Linked DNA regions of Pan troglodytes: region 1 is linked to region 2. Evidence: chromatin contacts called from public Hi-C data. All regions are on one chromosome and are shown on one strand. The core of a region is the stretch at or near the end of the contact, and the rest is flanking DNA. Distances in the headings are between cores, read along the strand shown. Region 1 holds the start of COL23A1 (collagen type XXIII alpha 1 chain). Region 2 overlaps COL23A1 (collagen type XXIII alpha 1 chain).

What was found. A called contact is a pair of places that touch in the nucleus more often than the background predicts.
Region 1: a contact with region 2 is called in a Hi-C map of induced pluripotent stem cells, with 1.7 times the contacts expected there. The contact joins the promoter of COL23A1 here to the enhancer-like site in region 2. A contact is called at or near these places in 1 of 7 Hi-C or Micro-C datasets (induced pluripotent stem cells) and 1 of 1 other capture datasets (stem cell-derived neural stem cells).

What each region holds. Positions count from the first base shown.
Region 1 is chr4:176,060,581-176,067,555 of NHGRI_mPanTro3-v2.0_pri, forward strand. It overlaps COL23A1 (collagen type XXIII alpha 1 chain), which reads right to left and starts at 2,032. Exons shown (of 29, transcript XM_024356856.3): 1 at 1,646-2,032. The coding sequence starts at 1,939.
Region 2 is chr4:175,858,923-175,865,676 of NHGRI_mPanTro3-v2.0_pri, forward strand. All of the region lies in intron 2 of COL23A1 (collagen type XXIII alpha 1 chain), which reads right to left. Among named protein-coding and RNA genes, the nearest start is that of PHYKPL, 160 kb to the left of the region's middle. Within about 2 kb of position 4,184, at least 1 of the 24 cell types and tissues checked has an H3K27ac peak or open chromatin away from gene starts, as enhancers often do. A contact at or near this core is called in induced pluripotent stem cells, where this site is marked.

The sequences.
Region 1 (6,975 bases), core at 782-3,281, 200 kb after region 2:
GAAGTTCAGGACTCAAAAATCAACACTTCCCAGCAGTGGCTGCCTGCCCAGGATGCCCCTCCCTCCTAAAATAGACACAATTTGTAGTTCCTTGTAAAATGGTTGTATCAGGACTTCTGATTTACTCAATCAGGGCTTGCGGTTTATTTTTAGCAAATAAGAGAGGCCTCCTATGAGAAAGAGCAGCCACACTTATAGCACTAACAGGTAGAAACTTTACTGGCCCTCCATAAATCAATTCAACACCCTGGTCTCCAGGGATTTGCCAAAAGCTAATGGGCGGCAATTATGAAACCATCGCCAGGAGTTTCCAGCAGGGCTGAGAGAGTTTTAAGTCTGCAGGCCCTTTCAAGGGTAAAATAGGAAATCATTTCATGAAGCAGCAATTTTACCCAGAACCCAGCTAGAAGAGATGTGATCCTAGCTTAAATTAAAGTGACTAAGAAACAGGTGGGGTGAACAAGGAGGTGTGGTACGCAGTCATCTTCTCCCACTTTCCTTTGGAGTCCAAAGGAACTCAACATTGGAAACACAGCTGGACACGTTAATAAAGATCCCAGCTGGGCAGTCTAGGGAATTGGGGGTGTACAGGCCAGTCCTCCCTCTCCTCCACCTTGAAACCCTGCCTGTTTTCACACAGCAATTGAGGATGCCCCCTTGGACAGTGACCTTGGGGTCTGGGGCAGCCATCTATCCCAGGAGGAGGAGGAAGGCTCGGCAGGGGAGGCTCTGGCCAGCCCACCAGGGCCTGTCCAGTTTTGTGGGGAGGGGAACTGCCGCACATGCCGTACAAAAGGTGGAGGCTTTGACCAACATGCTGGGTGAGGGCTTTGAGGACCCAAAGGTGGCTCTTTCTTTGAAGACACACAGCAGCAATCTTAACCCTTAGAAGTGTCACAGAGCCTCATATGAGCTTTCAAGTAAGCTGTGGAAGTCGCGATTCCCAGGTAAGGGACGGGAAACTCCGGATGTCCTGCGAGCCCACACCCCAGATGGCACCGCCTGAAACCAGAGTCCAGGTCCTCCACCCCCGATTGTTTCTCCTTCCCCTCATCTTACCAAGTCATGTGGGCGCCCCCACCCCCATCCCCGAGGCCTCAGTGCGACGGTGACGGCTCAGTCTTGGGGCCTGAGCTGCTGGAGACACACTGGAGCACAGCGGGGCCCAGCCCTCGGGCCTGTCTGAGGCTTTCCTCCGCCGTGACCACCGCCTCTCCAGGTGTACCAGCGTTGGTTAGGAACAGTAGGTGCTACTGGTCACAGTCACCAGATACTTCCCACGAGCCTCATCTTTATCCCCGACTCTGGCCGCCGGCGGGAAGCGGCGTGTCCGAGCGCACACCCCGTGGAGACTGACCCTAGGTCTGTTACTCCAAAGTCCCTGGTCTCTCCTTCCCCTTTCTCGCGGCCGCCTGCCTGGCACGGGACCCTGAGGCCGGAGCGGAGACCGCAAAACCCCTTGGGGCCGGCACCCCCAGCCTCCGCCTTGGCGCAGACGCGCCCATCTCTGGGACGGCCCCGAGCGCACGCAGCCCGCGGGCGACCCTCCTCCCAGAGACCTGCAGGCTGCCCCCGGCTCCCAGCGTACCGCCACCCTCAACCCGACACACCCAAGTCCGCCCCAGCCACGCGCCAAGACGCTCACCTCCCGCAGCAGGCGCTCCAGGTGCGGCTCGGCCCAGGCGTCCAGGGCGCCTGGCGGCCCCGCGCGCCGCAGCAGCTCCCGCTCCTCCTCGAGCGCCGCCACCCGGCCCTGCAGCGCGGCCGCCTGGACACCCAGCAGCAGGCAGGCAGCCGCCGAGCCCACGGAGAGCAGCAGGCACAGCGCGCTCACCGCCCGGGACCCGGCCGTCGTCGCCGAGCGCCCTCCGCCGCCGCCGCCCGCCGCATTGCCCTTCCCCGCGTCGCCGCCGCCACCGGCGCGCTCGCCTGGGCCCATGGCGCGTTCGTCGCGCGTGGACTCTCCGAGGGGGCGGTGCTGCTGGGGCAGAGGCTGAGTGCGAGAGGAGCAGGCGGGACAGCCCGAGGCACGAGGTCCGCCGGGCGCGGGGGTTAGCCTCCGGGTAGCAGCGGATCGCCGCGCACGCCCCTTTCGCCGCAGCCAGCTCCTCCACAGCGGCCACTTTGGGCAGTTTCCTCTATGCAAATAGACCCTGCCAGAAAAGGAGCAGGGACCCACCCAGGGGAGGAGCGGCCGGGCTGGCCCCGCGCGGCGAGGGGGCGGGGGCGAGGAAGGAGCTAGCTCCTCGGAGCCACCCGTCGGCGCCAGGCTGATCCCACGCGCAGCGCGCACCTCTGCCCTCACCTGTCCCGGGCGCCGGCACCCGCCCCCGCACGCACCTCTGAGGCTTCCCCAGCCCAAGTCCGCACTGTGGACCCCAGAGGTCGGAGGGGAGCCCAGCGACACCGCGCCCCTTCTGCAGCCCACCCCTGGCTGGAGCACCCACCACTCGTGCCTTAGCACATTCCTCTAAACTTGTGAATTACCTTTCTGACACTTGTAAAAGTTCAAAACTTCAAATCCTGCAAAAAACTTAGTGGGTCTGTCCTAGGTGGTGGATTAGCGCCGCTTCGTGGCGGAAAGCGACCTCTGCGCACTCACATTGAGAGAGGCAGGGTCGAGATTGCGCCAAACGGAAATACGCCTCTTAGAATCTTCTCACGAGTTCTTAGCTGCCGGACTTCGGTGCGGGAAACAAAAATGGTAAGACTGTTTCTGGCCTGGAGAGGGCTTTTGAGAAAACTGAGACTATAACGAATGGGAAAGATTCAGAAAATGAACTTCAAGTCTTGTTCAACTGATGACTTAATTCTGTATCAGACGCCCAACTTGGCCAAAAATTATGATCTAGTATGCACCACACTTAACCTGTACTGCGATTCTGCTGCAAATTTAAATCACAGGGCTGAGGCAAGAAGGCTGTGGCGTACAGCCTGGGTCCAGAGAACAGAATGAGTGGCACTAACGAGTCTTGGCAGGAAAGGGAAGAACTGCTGGAAGTCAGGCTGGGTTCAGATTCCTACCAGGCATATTCATGTCCTAAATGGGTCCCAGGTAACTCTTTCGCTAACTCCTGTAATACCTAAATGAAACAACAAACCAGCCGTTCAGATCTTTGTGATTTGAGTAACCCCCCAACCATTTTCTTTTTAAGAAAAATAACGTTATATCCATCTTCCCTCTCACTATCTGGATATCTTCTGGTTATCTCATTTCTGTGGATACTCACCTTTTAGAACTGTTGAGCGCCTCTGGCTAACATGTTCCGTCTCCTTCCCTTAATTCAGAGGGGAACCCCTGAGATGGCCGGGGGTTATGGTTGATAGACTTGGCTCTGTGCTAAGGTCTGGTGTATGCCCAATAGAATGAAAAGTTGGCCTCATTCTGAAAAGAGGCCAACACCCTCTTACAAGTCAGCACTACATTTCTTACAGGCACATAAACTGCACACCACCTACCTATGTTAATGTTACTGCATGTATTGTTTGCCATGTTCCTGAAGCTTCTGTGTATTGAAAAAGCCAAGCTCACTGGCCCCTGGGCCTCTGCCCTTGCCTACCACCTCACTACCTGCATTCCTGCTCTCAGATCGTTAAACGGCAAGCCCCTCCTCATCCTCCAGGTCAAGGTTCTCAACCTCACTGCTTCTAAAAGACCTTCCCAGACTGCCCCATTTAAGGTGGCCCACAAGATTCATCAGGGAATTGGGGTGGCTGAATTAAGATGGAAATACTGTCTACAACTCATTCTAAAAGGCAAAAAAGAAAATGACTTACTTGTGTCCATTAGGGTCCTGGAAGAATAGATGGCATCCTCAGAGAGGGTGACTCAAGACAGCCTGAATGTAGAGCCAATTCACAAAGTGGAGATCAGAGGGGCCAGCAGGGGAGGCCGAAGCAGCACTCTGCGGGTATTGACAGTGGGAGGCCATTACCATCCCTAACTGGGAACCCTGGGGAACTCAGAGCTATAGAAGAGGGCTGCTCCACAGCACCTGTGGCCCTTGGTTAAGGGGAACAGCCTCTGCAAAGCCATGGCTTGAAAGGGAGGGAGCTCACAGAATAAATACTCAACTGCTCTCTCCTGCTCTCTGATCTACTGGGGCCTTTCAACGACCAAACCTCCAGGGCAGAGGCCAGCCTCCTAGAGGGCAGAGAGCAGAGGCAGAAGGAAGAAGGGCAGATCTTGAGGGGGAATAAAAGAATATCCACTAACCTATCGTGTGTAGCATCACCTAACAGGTAGACAGCACTTACACCAATCCCGCTGCTGCTGCCTATGAATGGCTAACCTGTCAGCAATAGACTAAACAAGGTACTCCTCAGGCAGACTAACTGGCCACGTGGTGGCAAAACAGCTACTTTGGATTCCCTCCTTCCTGCAAGGACCAGTGGTTTGCCCCTCACAGGGACAGCACCAGCTGTGGGCTTGTCTTTCCTGCCTGCAGAGCCTCAGCCAGCATTGCTATCCCTACAGAATGCCCAACCCACAGGTACAGGATCTCACACACCACCACACCCAACCAGGGTACCCATTTTACAGTAAAGGTCTGGGGCTGAACCCATGGACCAAGGAATCCACTGGTTGTGTTGCATCCTGCACTGGTCAGGAGCAACCAGCCTCACAGAATACTGGAACTGCCTTCTGAAGGCACAGATGAAGCACCAGCGCAGAGGCCACTCCCTGAAGGATTTAGTGCCATCTCTCAGGATGTAGTGTGTGTGTTAAATCAGGAACCTCTGTATGATGCTGTGCTCCCAGTAAGAATACGTGGGTCCATGAACCCACGGGTAGAAGCACTAGCCATCCCTCCCCATGACCCCATGGGGGATGTTATGCTTCCTGTTAGAGAGTTGGAGGTCCTAGTTCTCAAAGGGGTTACATTCTTGCCAGGGGACACAGTAGGGGTTCCATTAAACTATAAGCTATTGCTGCCACCCAGGGCACTCTGAACTCTGTATATAGGGACCTGAAATCAAGACGGCACCATTTGGCAGAGGCAATTGACCCTAATGAGGAGGAAGAGGTAGGGCTGCTTCCATACAGGGTGCAGGAAAGAATAGGCCAGGCACCTCATGATAACGCCTTTGCCCAATTACAACTGGAACAAAAATGTGTAGCAAGCCTGACCTGATGATCTACAAACGCTCAGACTCTTGGAGATAAAGGGAGCATATCAAACTATTTTATAAAATAGGGATTATTTGGGTCAGATAGGGTGGACAACCACTGAAGAAGGAATGTTAATAATGAAAAGGTTCAAATATGTTCAAACTGCTGTTCAAGAAGGCATGGATATGTAATCCAGTTTATAAAAATTTTCAGCAGAAAATTGTTTAAATTAAGCCACAAGGTTTAAAGGGATAGCAAAGGGTGTTGCGTTTTTTTTTTTTTTTAATAAGGTAATGTTATTTAAAAAAATTTTTTTAAGAAGGCAATGTTAAAAAAGGCACCAGGTTTTGATTCAATGCCCAGATTCTAGTTCTGGCTTCACTAATATCTCACAGTATAAACTGAAACAAGCTATAGACCCTCACTTTTTATTTATTTATTTATTATTATTTTTTTTTAGAGGTGGGGGTCTCGCTATATTGCCCAGGCTGCTCTTGAACTCCTGGGGTCGAGCAATCCTTCTGCCTCGGCCTCCCAAATGCTGGGATTACAGGGGTGAGCCACCATGCCTGGCCACCTTTTTGTTTTTAAAACAGAGATATTGACATGGACCAGATTTACTATCTGACTATTTAAAACAACTAAAAAGCCAAAAAAAAAAAAAAAAAACTGTATAAAAACAGCAGTTTTCGAGACACCAGACATCAGGCATTAAAAGCCAGTGATCCTTTGGAGACAGGAAACAAAGTGAACCCAAGGACTGCCCTGGGTTCCTACTCTGGAGAGATTTTCCAGGACACAGTGCAGGTAGAGCCAGCGGAAGGTGAAGAGAGAAAGCTGAGTCCAGGGAGGCCAAAGCAGTTAGAATTTGCAGAGGAGAGGACAGGAGAGGGGAGAGCTGCACAGAGAATTAGAGATCTGCAGCTGGTTCCCCTGAAGCCTTCACCTGAGAACTCATCAGCATCCCTGTATGAGGAAACTACCAGAGGCCAGGACGGAATAACCCAAAAGGATTAGACTCTAATAACTGGCAAACACAAACCCTCACAGCTCACTAAGCCAGGCATAGTTCTTCCTACCAACCAGTGTGGAAAATCTGATAACTCAGAGAACGTTGGGTAGAGTACTCAAAAGGTTTTTGCCTCGGTAGTGGGGAAAATACTAGCCCTAGACTAATTGCTGCCCTGGTCCTGTCTAACAAAGCTTAAAACCCAAACCTGAAGAGATCAAACTGATTCAAATACTTAATCATGTCCCACAATAAAGCATACAGAATTTTACCCAATAAGGTAAAACAAAAGGTAAAATTACCAGGCATGCAAAGCAGCAAGAAAATATGACCCATAATAGAAGAAAATGCAATCAATCAAAACCAACCCAGAAATAACAGAGATAACAGAATTAGTAGTAAGCAAAGCTATTAAAAGCTGTAACTGTATTCCATATGTTCAAGGAACTAAAGGGAAGATTTAACATGTTAAGTAGAGGTATGAAAGTTATCTTTTAAAAAGACTTAAAATTCTAGAAATTAAAACGATAATGTTTGAGGTGAAAAATACATTGAATCACATTAAAGGCAAATTAAACACTTTGGGGCAAAAGATCAATGAACTTAAAAATATATCAATATAAGCAAAATAGTGAGAAAAAGACTGAAAAAAATGAAGAGCGTCAGTGATCTGTGCAATCACTTCAAGTGGCTTAATGTATGTATAACTGGAGTCCCTGGGGAAGAGGGCAGAAAAAAATGTTTGAATAATGGCTGAAAAACTTTTCCAAATTTGATAAGAACTATAAACCCACACACATATCCAATAATTTCAAGAAACCCATGCACAAGAAACATGAAGACAACCGCACAA
Region 2 (6,754 bases), core at 2,934-5,433:
CTCCCCACCCACGGCAGTTCTCAAAACCCGGATCCCGCGACAGAGGCCCGGCCTGGCCACTGCCTGGCGTTTTCTCATAAACCAGCTTTCACGAGGTGTTGGCTGCTCAGTCTTGACATGAGGTGAAGCCTCAGGAAATCCCGGGGCTGTTCATCCGGGTAGTAAACCAGGCTTCGGCTTTTCAAGCCAGACCTCTCCTCCCTGCCCACCCCTCCCTCGGCTTTTTGGAGGCCACGTGGACGGCGCTGAGTGCATTCCTCTCCAGCGGCCCACCAGGCACTGTGCAGGGGCCGGCGTGCCTTACTTCCCTCCCTGCTCCTGCGCTGATTCTGCTCCTGCCTGAGAGATCACGGTTTGACACAGGAAACCAAGGCTCAGAGGAGGCAGGGCCGGGACTTGGACTCGGATGCGTCCAGTTTCAGAGCCAGAAGCCTCCTGGGGGCCTCACCCTCACCCACTGAATCAGAGTGGGCGCTCACAGGGTGCACATATAACAGCCACCACGACCCTTGCACCACTGGGGGACGGCCCAGAACAGCCTGGGGCTTGGAGTCCCCCTGAGGGAAATAGCTGTGCCTTTTCCTAAAGCATTAAAAAGTCCGTAACAGAAAAGCGGGAAAGAGCCTGCAAGGAGGAAGAGCGCGGTGAGAGGTCAAATGGGTGGCGAGGCTCCTGCTCCTTCTCTGTGCCCAGCCTCCCTGCCTGCCCCATCCAAGCCACCACACTGGGCTGTCCAGCCCACTCCACGCCGGGGGCTCTGTCCCTAGAGCCTGAGCAGGTCCTGACGGGGTAGTCTTCTGTGGCAGCCCCTGGTGGCTGGACTCATGTTGTCACAGCTGGGGAACAAGCACTGGGGTGGGGTTATCACCCACAGCTATAGGAGTGTGGGACTCGCTGTCTCCTGGGCTCTCACTCCCCAGGAACTGGGGCTCAGTCCTTTCTGCTCCTGGAGCCTCTCAGACTCTTCTCCTGACTGGGCCTTCCGCTCTGGCAGGGTGGGTTGCGGGGACCCCTCTGAGCTGCTAATGCTTCCCTCCCGCCAGGTCTCAGTGAGCTGTGGACGCGGGGAATTCACAGAGGGAAACACCCCCGCTCTATCAAACACCACCCCCACAGGCTCACACGTCTTCATGTCAGTAGGCTGGAAGCAAATGGCCAAAAATGGAAATGTTTGTGCTGGTGCCTGACTCAGTTTCTTTGCCCCTTATTCCTCTTAGGACGTGAGTGCAGCCAGGCTCCAGACTCTTGGAGCCCCTGGAGCCTGGCCGGTCTCCTCCAGGAGGGTGATGGGCACCAAGTCGGGGTGGCCCTGCTCTCCCTGTGACCCTGGCCGTGTGCACGTTAGGAAGTTACTCTCATGCCCTTCCCCCGAAGCTTCCCACAGACTGGCGACTGGCTGTCTGAGGACGTTAAGCGCATCATCTGCCACACATCGTGGCTTGATGTTGACTCACACCTGGGTTCACAGAGCAAATGGATGTAGGAAACACCCAATCCAAAGAGGATGCTCCACAGAGGCCAGAGCTAAGCTCACCCACCTTCAAAGGCATCTGATAATAAAACCAGGACCTCTGGGATCAGAAAGTTCCCGTGTCGGCTGCCAGGATTTTCAAAAGATGTATTCAACCTGTTTTAGTCTGGGATTTCATACAATATTTCACTGATTTTCCCTACAGTCATAATACAGCTGACATTTCTCGGGAAATGAAAATCCATGTGTCCTAACCATCTAGTATCAAAGCAGAAGAAGGCAGAGTGCATAGGATTTGCAGATCCACAGCAGCATTAATAGGCAGCTGGAGAAATGAAAGCTTGCATCGCAGGCTATAATACAATGCTTGTATCCAACCCGGGCTTCGTGTATGTGGGTATGTTTTTCCAATATTATTATTAAAAATACAACATAGGCCAGGCGCCGTGGCTCACACCTGTAATCCTAGCATTTTGGGAGGCTAAGGCGGGTGGATTGTCTGAGCTCATGAGTTTGAGACCAGCCTGGGCAACACGGTGAAAGCCCGTATCGACTAAAATACAAAAAATTAGCCAGGCATGGAAGCACGCGCCTGTAGTCCCAGCTGCTTGGGAGGCTGAGGCAGGAGAATCGCTTGAACCCAGGAAGCGGAGGTTGCAGTGAGCTGAGATTGCACCGCTGCACTCCAGCTTGGCGGAGAGAGCGAGACTCCGTCTCCAGAAAAAAAACACAATATACTATTTCAGGAAATATTAGGAATAAGACTCACTCACAATCCCACCAACCTAGCACACATATTTCCATTTTTGGCCATTTGCTTCAGCCTGTTGAGATGAGGATGTGAGTCTGTGTCACCAGAGGGGGTCAGGGGTGGGTGAGTGTTTGAAAAAGTAGGGGTCTGTTTTCCTCCGTGAACTCCCCCGCCCCCACAGCTGAGACCCGGTGGGAGGGAAGCGTTAACAGCGCAGAAGGGTCCCCACTGCCTACCCCTGCCCCGTCAGGAGTCTGAGCAGACACCACGGGCTCCAGGAGCAGAAAGGACTGAACCTCGGTTCCTGGGGAGCAAGAGCCTGGGAGAGAACAGGACGCACACTCCTATGGCCGTGGGGAGGCGACCTTCTTTTGCCCTGATGCTCACTGGCTCTATGCTGTGCCACTGATCGGATGCCTGGTAACTTCCTCGGCCATTGCCCGGTATCATCAGACATTTGAGTGGCTTCCAATATTGCACTATTAGGATGGGTGCAATAAATACCCACAGGCTGACCTCGGCTTTGCCTCTGGACTTCAGCTCCAGGTTTTGTCTCTCGCTCCAGGCTTCCTGCTGTCCGACTTCCTGGCACTCTGCACCCCCACCTTATTTCTCTCCCACGGCAGCTTCTCATCACCCCGTCTGGAACTAACAACACCCTCTTTTCTCTTTCATTTTACCCATCCTGGTGCTGACAGCTCACAGCAACCCTGCCCGAGTCTTCAATGGCCCCCACACACAGCCTCACCGAGGAAAGCCACGTTCTGTAGCCTGGTGATCACCCCCTATGCCTGGGCCCAGACTCCCCACTTCTCTTCCTCGTCTCCTTCCACATGCCCTTCAAATGTCCAGCCCTGGTCAAACTGACCCGCTCACAAGTCTCTAAGACACTGCTGGGTCAAGCCTCAGTGCGTTTGCCCAGGTGGGTCCCTCCACAGGAGCACTCCTCCCGAAACCCACCCACCGGACATGTTCCTGCTGCCCTCCTGCAGCTCACAGCACCCCTGCCCGTGAGCTCTCCCGGCGGGGTCGGGAACTGCCTGCTGCATCTGGGCATGCTCTGCACACTGCTCCAGGGGCTGCCCTCACAGCCGACTGTATTTGGGGTTTGCCTGAGCCTCCCCTCCTGGACCAATAACTTCTAGAGGCTCATGACCATTTTCCTTTTATCCCCAATATGAATACAAAGATAAGGTCAAAGAACACACTCAGTAAATACACGCTGAGCTAATGAATGAACGAACGACTGAATGAGGCAGTGGGTCTGAGTCCTCCCTACGGACAGTGTGGGCCATTTTCCCCCCACGCTGTGCCTGCGGAGTTTCCCACTCCTCTGTCCCCGGCTTTTATACTCAGGAAGGAAGAGGGCCCAAGGAGAAAACAAGGAGCCAAAAGCAACCTGCCTGCAAGGCCTCCTCCCGAGACGTGGCAGCTGTGGTGGCACTGACAAGAACTGCCAGTGAAGGACAGAAATGGGCAAGTGGGAGGAGATTGATGCAGAAAGCCCCCCGCCACCATGGCCACCGCCCACCGACACTGCTCCTCAGGGCACGTCCACCCAGCGCACGCTCCCCACGGTGTGATTCTCCCAGTAGGCTCGCCTGCCAGAGCCCTTCCGTTATTGCTGGATGTAAAGTTCCCAGCCTCAGAGTCTCAGAAGCTCCCTGCCCTGAAATGCCTTTAACAGATAATTTTTCAGAGACTCCTGAAATGTAAGTCTCCCTCCAGCAAGCAGGTCTGTCAGAGATGCAAGACCTGCTTTTAGCGCTAGTCCTGATAATCCCACAGCAGAGCCAGTTCTCCACTCTGCTGAAGAATTTAGGGCTGGGGTGGCGTGGGGATGAGTTGGATTTAATCTTACGTTCCCTCTTCTCAAAGGTGAAGAAAGGCCAGATGTGCCTGTTGGAAGCAGGTATCCCTGGAACCTGCAGGGGGCAGCTCAGGAGGTGGCTTACACTTACTTAAGCAAGTGACTTACATTTACTTAAGCAATGCTGGTTCTTCAGCGGCTCCTCCCAAGTCCTGGAAGCAGCCCAGGGGATCCCAGCCGGGAGAGGAAGGAGGCTCTGGGTTGCAGCATCAGTGGCCGTCTTCTTGCTTGTCTCTCCCACTGCCTGTCATCAACTTCCTCCCCTGGTGATTTTGCTGGGCCCTTCCCAGACATCCAGGAGCGGTGGAGATGGGCCTTCTGACTTATCCAGTGACCAGGCCACCGAGTGGTCTCCCTGCCTCCAGCCCAGCCCAGCCATCCTGTCTCCCATCACTGGCATCCGATGCTGTCACTCCCTTGCACTGAAACCTGCAGTGGCTCCCTATTGCCTATTTCCTCAGAACACAAAGCCCTGAGTAGCCAGTCAAAAGGGAGTTTACTGCAGGACTTCTCAGGGCCTTTGGTATGCTAACATCCCTTGCAACTCTCTAAGGTGGAGATTGGAGGGGATTATACGATAAGATTTCCCAAACTTCTGTGACTGTGGAACCCTTTCCGCAGGGACATCTCATGAGTCAGGTGCTCCAGGGACACTGATTTGGGGATCACTAACTAAAGGCTAAAATTTACACTCCTTACCAAGGCAATTGAAGCCTTCATAACCCAGCCTTGACTGATTCCCCAAACCTGGCTGTCATGCTCCCGTTGCCTCAGTATGTTGCTTTACAAAATTTTTGCTGCCTGGAAGCAGCTTTCCTTTTCCTCCACCCAGCAAAGTCCCAATGCCCCTTTCAACACAGCCTCCTGGCCACCTCCTCCAGGAAGCCCTCTCCCACTCCCTTTCCAAAGGTGGGTTTGGCTACACTCTCCCCTGTGTGACAGTTACACAGAGACTCACAGCACACAGCAACATCTGCATTTAGTCAAAGTGATGCTTCAGTTTGCATTTCAAGACTAAGCTGCACAAAAGCTTCAGACCTCACCCAGATGGCGAGACATTCACACAGGGTCTGCAGGAGCTGATGTCCACTGGGGGAGCTGCACATTCTCATCCCTCCTCACAGAGGGTGCCCACTGACACTAATTCAATGAGTTATCTCTCGTTTTGCTGGACTTCCCTCCACCCCCAAGTCGTAGAAGTGGATTTGCATTGGTTAAATGTGTATATAACCTGATTCCCATGTGTAGAGTTAAGTGCCTTTCCCTTCTGCCTGTGGCCTCCTCCAGAGGTGTTTTGTTCTTCATTTAGTGACAGTAGAGTGACAAGGAGCTCCATGTCACATGGCTTCTCCCTGTGGCCTTGGTGAGCCCAAGGTGGGTATGAATACACCAAGCTGACTGCTTGCGTGACGGGTGGGCACATGCAGGCAGTGTGTGGAGAAACAGCTACGTCCAGCCCTCCTGAGCCATTCTGAAGTGGCACCGGCTGCCCCTGCCAAGACACCGGTAAGCTTCCCCTTGCCACTAATCTCACATGCTTACAGGAAAGACTCTCGGCGGCAGGAGCTAGCAGCGGGGTGCTCAGAGACTATGTGTCCTGCCAACAATGTGCTCAGGACGGATCTGTGGGATCCAAGCCACATCTGCTGAGGCTTTGAGAAAGTTCTGTTCTCCCTCTCAAAGCTACCAGAGGCCACGAAGGCTGGCCTTGGATTCAGGGTACTGGTTTGAACCCCATGGACATTCTCACCCCAGTCCTTGCTCCAGGACCAGGATGAATGTATCATTTATTATCCAAACCAAGATATTTTAAGAGAGGGAGAGACCGGCTAACTTGCAGGAAGAACAGGCATACACTGAGACTGTCTGGATCATGTGGGATGTACGGTCATTGTAGCTACGACTGGCTGGCTGGAGGAGGACAGCAGGGAGCAAGGAGGCACATGGCCATGTGGCAGGTCACCTGCTGGTGCACTCCAGGCTCAGTGTGGCAGAAAGGTATGGCCGCATAAAGGAAGAGCTGACAAAGCCCCTCTAACCAGCTGCTCTCCCGAGGGTCCCCTGGCACAGAACCCCCTCATGTTCTCACCCCAAAGTGCACAGGACAATGAAGGGCAGAGACAGCACGATAGAGACCCCTGCAAGGCCTCCCAGTGCCATCTATGGGCACCTGAGTTACCAAGCACCTGTCATGGAGGCTGCTGTCCTGCAATCAACAAGGTTTTTAAAACCTGTCTGTTCTAACAAGGGTGCCAAGACCATTCCATGGGGAAAAACAGTCTTTTCAACACATGGTGCTGGCACAGCTAGATATCCACATGCAAAAGAATGAAAGTGGACCCCTGCCTCACACCATATGTAGAAATTAACTCCAGGTGGATCAGACTTACATGTAAGACTTAAAACTATCAAACTCTTAGAAGAAAACATAGGTGTAAATCTTCATGATCTTGGTATTAGGCAGTAGTGTGTTAATATGACACCGAAAGCATAAGCAACCAAAGGAGCAATAGATAAACTGGATTTCAAAACAAATAAACTTTTGTGCCTTAAAACAGGGGCCCCAACCCCTGGGCTGTGGACCAGTTTGTGGCCTGTTAGGAACCGGGCCTCACAGCAGGAGGTGAGTGGCAGGACAGTGAGCATTACCGCCTGAGCTCCA